Regions from separate parts of the Mus musculus genome. Here region 1 is linked to region 2. A link is a contact called in public Hi-C data. All regions are on one chromosome and are shown on one strand. Each heading gives the region's core, a stretch centred on a gene start, on an enhancer-like site or on the middle of the called end of the contact. The rest is flanking DNA. Distances are from core to core; before and after follow the strand shown.

What was found. Hi-C and Micro-C count contacts between places; a contact is called where the count stands out from the background.
Region 1: a Hi-C map of cerebral cortex shows a contact between it and region 2, with 2.9 times the contacts expected there. The contact joins two enhancer-like sites. A contact is called at or near these places in 7 of 484 Hi-C or Micro-C datasets (B cells, adipose-derived mesenchymal stem cells, cerebral cortex and 4 more), 1 of 115 datasets of contacts at active chromatin or transcription factors (pancreatic cancer cells) and 1 of 9 other capture datasets (embryonic stem cells).

Annotation. Positions count from the first base shown.
Region 1 is chr2:132,218,574-132,223,645 of GRCm38.p6, reverse strand. It overlaps Gm14051 (a long non-coding RNA gene), which reads right to left. Exons shown (of 3, transcript XR_866753.3): 3 at 3,394-3,599. Among named protein-coding and RNA genes, the nearest start is that of Tmem230, 27 kb to the left of the region's middle. Within about 2 kb of position 1,930, at least 76 of the 459 cell types and tissues checked have an H3K27ac peak or open chromatin away from gene starts, as enhancers often do. A contact at or near this core is called in cerebral cortex, where this site is marked.
Region 2 is chr2:131,543,022-131,548,035 of GRCm38.p6, reverse strand. Adra1d (adrenergic receptor, alpha 1d) reads left to right here. Exons shown (of 2, transcript NM_013460.5): 2 at 1,496-2,679. The coding sequence ends at 2,091. The region is part of intron 1 of Gm39938 (a long non-coding RNA gene); the gene reads right to left. Among named protein-coding and RNA genes, the nearest start is that of Gm39938, 7.2 kb to the right of the region's middle. Within about 2 kb of position 1,430, at least 62 of the 459 cell types and tissues checked have an H3K27ac peak or open chromatin away from gene starts, as enhancers often do. A contact at or near this core is called in cerebral cortex, where this site is marked.

The sequences.
Region 1 (5,072 bases), core at 681-3,180, 680 kb before region 2:
CCCAGAGGGACTTGAAGAAATGCTGCCCTATGACAATGCAATATCATTCTAAAATGGCCATTTATACAGAAGTTAGAATGGTGATTTTGTATAGACATCTACATAAAAATCAATAGAAAAGAAACGTGGACAAGAAGCAGTCCAGGACAAAGGTGATGGCTGTCAGGTAAGTGTGTGCTACCCAAGTGTAAGAAGTTTTTATCTCTAGCACCTAGATCAGATTAAATAAATAAAAATCTACCAATAAACAAAAATTCTGGATAGTGGTAGAACATTAAGACCTTCTGAGCATAGGTTCCTACGCGACCACACAAGCCACATATTAACAGCACTGATCCTAGCTATAATTAATGTACTGGTATCCTCCTTTCCCCCTTAAGTACGATTCCCTACTAACCTGCCTGAGATCACACTGCCCTCGGTTAGCTGGGCTAGCGTGTGTGTGTATATGTGTATGTGTGTGTATGTGTGTGTGTGTGTGTGTGTGTGTATGTGTGTGTGTGTGTGTGTGTGTGTATGTGGTCCATTTGTGAAGTAGTCAGTCAGCTTTCATCCTTGGTGCTCCTGATCCCTGAATCTGATTTGTTTTCCTTCTAAATCCTTACTACCAGCTGTCATACTACATACTACACTATATACTACACTATATATGTATATATGTACACACAGACACATATATGTATATACACACACATTTACTGTGTGTCCCCCTTGCTAGCATGCAATGCACAGAACTGCAGACTTATTTAGTTTGTATCACTTCCAATTTCCAAGCCAGCCGCTGTTACCTATGCTTGCTGAGAGAAGCAAATGAATCAGAGAATATACATAATATGCATCTGGTAGGCCCATCCACTCAGCCAGCTCATGCCTGTCCAGTCTTTGCATCACACAACCCCTAGAGCATAAAACAAGCCCACAGCCTCTGCCTCAGAGCACCCCCTGTCCCTGAGGGAACAGATGTTTGGGGTGTGCTTGGGATCACGATGGAGTTCTAAAGTACCACCACACAGAATACCATGAGGTCGTGTGCTGTGGGGAAAGAATTCTTTTTTAAAATCGCCTTTACTAGTTGGGTGTTAGTTGGGTGTTGGTAGCACACACCTTCAATTTCCACACTGGTGAGGCAGAGGCAAGTGATCTCTTCAAGTTCCAGCCTGGCCAACAGGCAGAGTTTCAAGATAGCCAAGACTACATATAAAAGGATTCTGTCTTGAAAAAACAAAAACAAAAATCAGTTGGGTAGCGGTGGTGTACTCTGGAGGCAGAGGCAAGCGGGTCTCTATAAGTTCAAAGCCCAGCTTGGTCTTCAGAGTGAGTTCCAGGGTAGCCAGGAGTACACAGTGAAACCCTGTCTCGAAAAACAAACAAATAAAACAATAAACAACAACAACAAACAGTTTTCCTAGGGCACAATTGCCATAAAATAGACTCAACCCTAACTTCACAGCTAGAGGAATGCAGATATATGTGTATATGTGTATATGTGTATATTAGCATTCTACAGAACTTTAAAATTATGCTTTAAAAGCATACTGTTGCACTTCCTAAATCACTCACATTTATTTATCCATTTATTTATTACCTCTTTATTTACAGTGTGCGTGTGTGCGTGCAGCTGCACACTGTGGCCTGTGTGTGTGGCAAAGACAGCTGGGGGAGTCTGCTCGTCTCCTCCCGTGTGGGATGAGGGGAAGCTAGCACAGACTGTCATGTCTGAGCCATGACGCTGGTCCGACATTAGCACTTCAAGTCGCAGGTCTGTAGTGTTAACAAGCACACTGCTGTGCACTTTGCCTCTAGAACCCTTTCATCCTGCAGAGCAAGCTTGTGCACAGTCAACTCGGTCAACGCCAGTTCCCTTTTCCCCCTCCCTGGGGAGAAGATTCTTTTTGAGTCACCCTTGTAAGTAGAGCGTTCAGGATATTTAAAGAACTCCTGAAAATGATCTCAAAATACAGCTGCTTCCAAAAAGAGCCAGTGAATCATTCCGGGCTCATGAGAGTGCAAAATTTAAAAACACCACTCAAGTTGACAAAAATGGAGAAGGGATATTCAGGAACTGCTGTGTTGAATACTCCTCTGCCCAGGGTTTGAATGGTACGGCCAGGCCTGCATCCCATTCTTTCTGCGTCAGCATGGTCTCCAGTGTTCTCTCCCTTCTCCAGCAGGCTGCAAGCACCAGTGATTATGAGCTGGGTCGTTTTTTTTTCTTTCACAGTCTTTTTCCTGGCCTCCCCAAACTGGCTGACCTAGAAACCCAAGAGAGGGCTCCTCAGGTCTCTAGTGAGTCTGTTTGAGTCTGCTGGCCACAATAGCCAGAGGAATAAACCTGTTTCTCGGGAGTGAACTTCAGTTACAAGGCTACTTGACTTCTTTCTTAGATCATCAAACAGCCCAGGGAGGTGGGAGCCAAATTCTCAAGAGGCTTCAAGCTCATGTTCATGCCCCATTCTTCTCTAAGAGCCCCCATGTAGAAGCATCCCAGGGTCTGTTCTTTTTGGCCACCGTGAATCATGTGGGCTTTCCTGGAAGGATCTCCATGGTCAGAGAGAACTGCTCTAAACGCCATAATTACAAAGTGGAAAGAAGTTGGTTAGTTTTACTCAATGGGGACTAACATGAGAGATAACAGGCCCTCCTGGCAGGTTTTTGATCAGGGATATGAGGTAGCTTAAATTTGTAGCATGGTAGGATATGGAGCCCATGGCTAAGCAAATAGATGTCCCTGCCACCTAACAACCCAGAGTTTGATCCCTGGAACACACAGGGTGGAAGAACAAAACTGACCCCCACAATTTGTCTTCATACCTCCATTTATATACTATATAACACACACACATTAGACACCATCAAACATCTACTAGTAATAAAACATTTATTTCTACAAATTTTTGATACATATAATTTTTAACATTTATTAAACACAAAAGCAAAATTGCATATTAATGGCACTAGTGCTATTCTGTCTGTATAAGGAAGTGTTGGCTGAATGTCCAACACTGCAGACAGAGAGGGGGCTCCAGGGTTTTTCAGAGGTGATTGACATTTCACTTTTACAGTGCTGAGATGCCATTTGCATAACTTAGTAACATAAAATGACCAGAACATGTTTAGGGCCATTTCAGAAACTGTTGGGAATTCTCTCCAAATCACAAGTCAAATTAATTTAATTTTTTTACTCTCTTTTTAAAGATTTATCATCTTAACCATGTGTAGGTGTTTGTGTCTGTGTCTGTGTATGTATGTGTTTGTGTCTATGTGAGGGTGTTAGAAGTAAGTTTGAGGTCACAAAAGAAAGGGCCCACCGTTCCAACTGAAGTGTCTGGACAGGCGAACATTGCTCTTGATCAAGAGGGTGCTCTCAGAAAATCAAACACACGGAGACAGGAAGTGTATCTAGTTTTTATTCTAATTTCAGGTGGTGGCTGTGTCTCTTCCCCATTGGCTGGGGTCTGACCTCACAATCTTATTCAGTTGGTTGGCTAGTCCGAAGAGAATTGGCACACAAGGGAGTTGGATGAAGGGGAAAGGAGGTGCTGCTCCAAGAAGGGGGTCACTGCTCCAAGAAGGGGGACACTGCTCCAGGACATAAATTCCTAGAATAGAGCAAAGGTTTTCCTGGGTCACAGTAAGTAAAACACTTGTGTGAACATCTTATAATGTGTGGGAGATAAAAATATTTTAATTCACTGGGCAGTGGTGGCACACGTCTTTAATCCCAGCACTTGGAAGGCAGAGGCAGGTGGATTTCTGAGTTCGAGGCCAGCCTGGTCTACAGTGTGAGTTCCAGGACAGCCAGGGCTACACAGAGAAACCCTGTCTTGAAAGAAAAAAAAATTTTTTTTAATTCCTTGTCCTTGTTTTATAGTATTTGACAAAAAGACTGGTATTTGATATTTCTTACAGATGTATGTGCCGGTGCCCTTGGAGGTCAGAATCATCAGATTCCCCCGGGTCCCAGGTGAGTGTGAGCTGCCCAGTGCGAGTGCTGGGAACAGATCTAAGGTCTTCTGTAAGAGCAATTCGTACTCTTAGTCACAGAGCCATCTCTCCAGTCTTCTGTATAAACAATTTAAAAACCAGTAATAAAGCCTAAGTCAGCAACTCAAGCCATGGATTTAAAGCCTTTGTTTCCTATGATTAAGTGTTCATGTTTCTCTAAGAGCAGATGACTATGTGTGCTCATTTAGACCTCTGCAGTGCAAAGCATGCAGGGAATCTACCTCATAGTGTTTCAGACCATGTGCGGCTGTGGCTTCAGACCCAAGTCTGCAGTGAAGTTACAAGCACAGCCGGGGTGAGCATCGTCAGCAGTCACTCCATGTGTTAGGTCTTCTATTCTCTGGCCATTGTGCATTCAGAAACCTTTTACCGTTGCTGAATTTCCAGTGAACCTCAACAGTCCGGCTCTATGTAGAAGATCCTAACACAGACAGTAGATGCCCTAGGCAAGTCGCCTTCTGAAGGCCCAAACAGGGGGCTCTCTGGCCTCCAAGGAGGCAATGGGAGACAAATGAATCATCACGCTCCCATTTTTGCTTTCTGACACTTTTCATTTCTGACCGTTTAGTGATTTCTTGTTTTTAATGTCTGGCCTGATTTCTTATAGAAGAGTCAGTGCCTGCCTGTCATTCTGCTGTTAACTTAGAGGCAAGACCTAGTGTCTCCTAAAGGCTTCAGACACTCACGGCCTCCAAAGCGAGTGCTGCTCCAGATCTTAACTTTTGTTTTTGGAGACAGGGCTTCACTATGCAGCCTGTGCTGTCTTTGATTAGACAGTTCTTTTTGCCTCAGCCTCCTGAGAGCTGGGGTTACAGGAGTTTACCACCAGGTCCAAAATGAAAGTTTTTAGACATTTGTGCTAGTTTTCTGTCAGCTCAATACAAGCTAGAGTCCCGTGGGAAGAGAAAGCCTCAATTGAGAGAAGGCCTCCATCACACTGGCCTGTGGGGTCAATCTCCGCCTCCCCCTCCCCCTCTCTACAAGAGTTTTGGGTGGTTTTGTAGTTGTTGTTCTTGTTTTTGGTTAATATTGTCCTAGCTGACTCTGACCTCCTGGGCTCAAGTGTC
Region 2 (5,014 bases), core at 181-2,680:
AGAATTATTATTGTCTCCAGCTCACAGAAAAAGAAAGTGAGGCTTTCAGTGGCCAAGTAGCTTGCCAGGGGCAGCATGAGCAGGTGGGAAAAGGCTGGGCTGTGTGGTGGGTACTGTCCTCTCCTTCCACCATCTCTTAGCATCAGGAACTGTTTCTCCATGTGGGTAGTAGGTGATATGCAAGGGTCTCTGCCATATTGGGGTAAATCAGGGGGAGAATTTGTCAGAGAATGCCATGCCTGGCCTTCTCTGTCTCTCAGATCTGCAGGCTTTGTCCAGAGTGACGCTTGTGCTGAGGATGAGATAGGTGAGAGGTGACCTCTAGGCAGCACCTTTGCACTCAGTCTCCTTCCCCTGAGAACGGCTTCCTTGGAGTCCGTATTGGGGATACTAATGGAGATATTTGTGGAAAACCAGGTCTTAGTGCCCGTTTGCACTTGTCTGGTGTTCTGTTCCCCCACCTAAAACCATCCCAGCTTTTCCTCAACACTTTCCCGGGCACAGCCCTACAGGGCTACATTTTGACAGCCATGGGTATTGTGCTCTGAACTGGGTCTCTCACCAGCTTAAAAATAACCAGAGCTCTAACTCCCCCACTGAAGGAAAGCTGTGCCTTAATTCAAGGTCCTCCATTATGGAGCCTAGATGAGATGTGAGCTCACCCTACAGGATAGCCACAGGCTCCGTGCCTGTCCCATCCTGCCTAAGTCTGAGATGGTTGGAAGCTGTCGCTGAGCCTACGATCAGCCCTGTGCCCCATTGGTAGTCACACTGTCACCCAGAGCCAGCACCACAGTTTCACGACTCCTCTACAGTACCGAGCACTGAGCAAACCTCTCCCTTTCTGTGCTTAGGCAGTAGAGTACACTGCAGAGACTGAGTGCTGTAAAATGCTGTACAAAAGATTGCTAATGAACTCATTTTGCTGGAAAAGGTTGTCAAAATATTTTTACGTGAGACTTGTAGCAGAATCGTACTTCCACATCAACGTCTTAAAGAACAAGACCTGCTGGCGTCCTCTAGAGACCGCCCTCAGCAGAGAGACCTCCACACTGGCGGCAGTAACTAGGCTCCGCAGCAAAGACTGGTGGAGCCGGTTTCTGGCAGTCTCTGGGCGGTTGCTGTAGTCTCCAGGCTCATGAGCCTGGCAGATGACAGCCTTTGTCCCCATCTTGGGGAACGTTTAGGGACATTGTTTCCACTTTTCGAGCTCAGGGCACACGCAGTCTCCAGTTTCTATACGAAACTGGCTGAATGTGGTTTGGTCTCTTTCTGGTTGGGATTCGTTGCCTGTGCCCAAATAGTTTTCTAACAGGTCGAACTCGGAAAACAAGAGAAGATGGTTCTTTTTCCCCATCTATGTTCATAGAGAGAAACACTCCCGCCCCCTTGATAGCACCCACCTCGTGACTCAGCTTCTGAGGTCGGCAGCAGTCCTTTGTCAACCTCCCTCCTAACCCCATCAGTTAACTAGCCTGGTCTCTGTTCTCCGCAGGTTCTCTGTTCCCTCAGCTGAAACCATCAGAGGGCGTCTTCAAGGTCATCTTCTGGCTGGGCTACTTCAATAGCTGTGTGAACCCGCTCATCTACCCCTGCTCCAGTCGCGAGTTCAAGCGCGCCTTCCTCCGCCTCCTGCGCTGCCAGTGTCGCCGCCGCCGCCGCCGCCTCTGGCGAGTCTACGGCCACCACTGGCGAGCCTCGACCGGCGACCCGCGCTCCGACTGTGCCCCCAGCCCGCGCATCGCACCCCCCGGGGCTCCCCTAGCCCTCACTGCACACCCAGGCCCGGGCTCCGTAGACACGCCGGAGGCGCAGGCTTCGGTCTCCGGCCGTCGAAAGCCAGCCTCCGCCCTCCGGGAGTGGAGGCTGCTTGGGCCGCTACAGAGACCCACGACCCAGCTGCGTGCGAAGGTGTCCAGCCTGTCCCATAAGTTCCGCTCTGGGGGCGCGCGGCGCGCGGAGACTGCGTGTGCCCTGCGCTCGGAGGTAGAAGCAGTGTCCCTAAATGTTCCCCAAGACGGGGCAGAGGCTGTCATCTGCCAGGCTTATGAGCCGGGCGACCTCAGCAACCTCCGGGAGACTGACATTTAAGGACCGAAACTCAGGCTGAGGAGGGTGCTGGGGCCAGAGGTGGGGTGCTTTATAGGATTCTGCCTTCGGATCCAAAACTCTGACCAGGGTGGCTGCTCCATCTCACCTCAAAGCAACCGGAGCTGGACCTGGGGTCGGAGCACTCGGAAGGTGGTGGGTTATGGTGCCGCCTGCTGGACATAGTTGTCCAGAGCTCTTCCTGAAATGGAAGAGCTGCGGGATTCGCCCTTCTCATCCAGTCTAAGGAACTGTTTAGTCAGCTCCTGATGTCTAGGCAGAAGACTTCAAGTATGGCTACTCCCCTTGGGGGGGAAGAGGTACAAATTCTCGTTTTGCTGCTCCCAGGGAAAAGATCCGTGGACAGTTTTACTCCTTACTGCCACCTGGAGGAAGTCAATGGACCTACTGCCATAGGACCTGCCATACAGCAAGCTTTGGTGGTATATTGGATGCCCGCCATACAAATCTGTTGTTTTTGCCCTGGGCTCACTGCCCCCTTCCCCACACTCCTAACTGTATGAATCCCTCACCATTCCCACCCACCCCCCCGCCCCAGGGCCTTACTGTTTACACTGTGTACATAGTTCATTGTGCCTGTCTGTGCCCATCACTTCTCACTGGGATTCCAGGCTGCCAACAGGGGAGAGCCTTATTTATCATTTTGAGACCTATTTATTGGTAAGAGTACTTATATTTTGTTCAGACTGTGCAAACTGTCCATCTTTGGCCTGTAATTCATATAGAGCCTTCTTCTGAAATCCTTAGCCATCACAGGACAGTCTGTGTTCACCTTGCTGGTGTGTGGAGGGAAGGTCATATAGCTCAGAAACATACTTTGGGAACTGGTTTTCCCCTTTAATCCATGGGGTCACCACTGTCCTTTGGATCTTTTAGCAAGACTAAAGGACTTTGGTACTTTGTTGGCTTTTGAAAGTCACATAAGCACAGACTTTGTATCAGCTCCCCCACCCCCCCCACCCACCCCCCACCCCCAGGTGCATCTGCAATGTTTGAGGGCCTCAGGGAACATAGTGGCTACATCATGCAAGTGATAAATCGTTACAGAGGATCTACACACCCAAGCAGACAAGCGTGTGGATGTTAAGAAAAGCCATACCTAGCTGTGATGTTCCTTAGCTCTGAGTCGAGACATACATCCCATGGATCAGTCTCTGAAAAGAAAATATCAACCGCATGTATCCAACCTGCATGGGACTGATAACTGGGAGCAATCAGCCCTTAGAGGGACACCTTTCTAAACAAGACCCTGAAACTGGAAGAGCCAGTTACTGGCTCCAGCATGGATCGGTGTTGTGAACCAAAAGTTTCTGTCCTTTACTAAGGAGGTAGTCTGCCTGAAACTCCAAGCCTTTCTCGATAATTTTACAAGAGTAGTAGCTGGGATCAGAAGGAAATGGTTTACAAAGTGATCTGGGATCTGCGTTTTCAAAGCACCCAGTACAGAGAAGCAGTTATAGCAGGCACTGGGAATGTGCTACCTACACCAGAGTGCCCCTTTTGTACATGCTGGCCTCCTTGAAGCTAGGGGGCAGGCTTCTCACAGTGGAAGGATCCATGGGTCAAGTCAGAAATCAGTCAGTTGGTAGCCCCCAGTGTCAAGTTACTGAGCACTGATCTCTCTGGTAGAAGGGAGCCAGGTTTGCTTTAAATGCCAGCTTAGGTGTTTGGGGTCCCACTCAGTACTTGTGCTAAGCACAGCAGTCGTCCATGACCAGGCTTCAGCCCTATGCCCTGTGCACACTATTGCTGCTCACACCGGGAACTGAGCGTGAATGAGGAGCAGAAGGGTCTCTTCAGCAGAGGCCTCCATGGATCTTGCTTTGTAGCTAATAAAGCACAGCTGCTGACCTCACTCCTGGATCTGACAGGATCTCAGCAGAGAGGAGTAGATGGACTCATGATGCCCCTGGGTGGCTTCAGGAAAATCTGGGGAAATGTACCATTTCTTGGGTTCCTGGGGGCCATAGCCCCTTAGCCCATCCTACGAGTCTGACTAGAAACTGTTCCTGAAGTTCAGGTAAGACAGGAGGCCTTTGCCCTCATGTGATCTTGAAGGATAGGTAAGGCCTCAGGCATCTATGCCTGGTGAAGGATGGTCACAGGAGATGTGACAAAGACTGAAGCAAGCTTTAAAGGATGATGCTGTTTGTCTCTTAGCCTGCTTCCCACCCCAGGACCCTAAATGCCATCTAACCACTCACTTTTCCTTCCCACACTCTTCCTAGGATACTTTTGCAACTTGCCAGGGACCTCCAGTTTCCCTGGGCTCGTCCCTTGTGTTAATGACATCTAGCCTGTTGCAACATCTTCTCTAATGTAGAGAGTCTGCTGGAGCTGACTAGTACCCATTCATGTCTCCCTCTCCTTTCTCCTCCTTCCACACAGGCTCCCCTGTCTACTCTTAAACGGTCCACAGGGTTATATTCCTTTTCTCAACTCCTCACATAATCTCACCCACGCCACTTGTCAATGATCACACACAAATGACTCCCAAGTCTTGATATCTTGAGCTCCAGATGTGCATTCCAACTCTCCTCCACACACACCTCAGGGCCATTTACTTCCCACAAAGTCCCCTGAGCATGCCCTGCCTCCTCCTCTCCCCAACTTACTGGTTTTACATTGTTCCAATATCTCCCTCACAGATTCCCAGCTCAGAGCAGTCACCAAGCACACTGCAGCCTCTCAGGTCACTCACACCCAGCCTGTCCACAGTGCACTGAGAGTCCCTATGTCCCCAAGAGCAGATATGCCCTACACATCTATGGTAACACATGACCCACATTCCAATCCCAACCTCCTCCACCACCACCACCCCCCCCCCCCAGGCCCCTAGCATCAGCCAGTCCCTGGATCCCTCCTGTTCCAGTCATTGACAGGCCAAGGGGAAGTGTCTGAGACT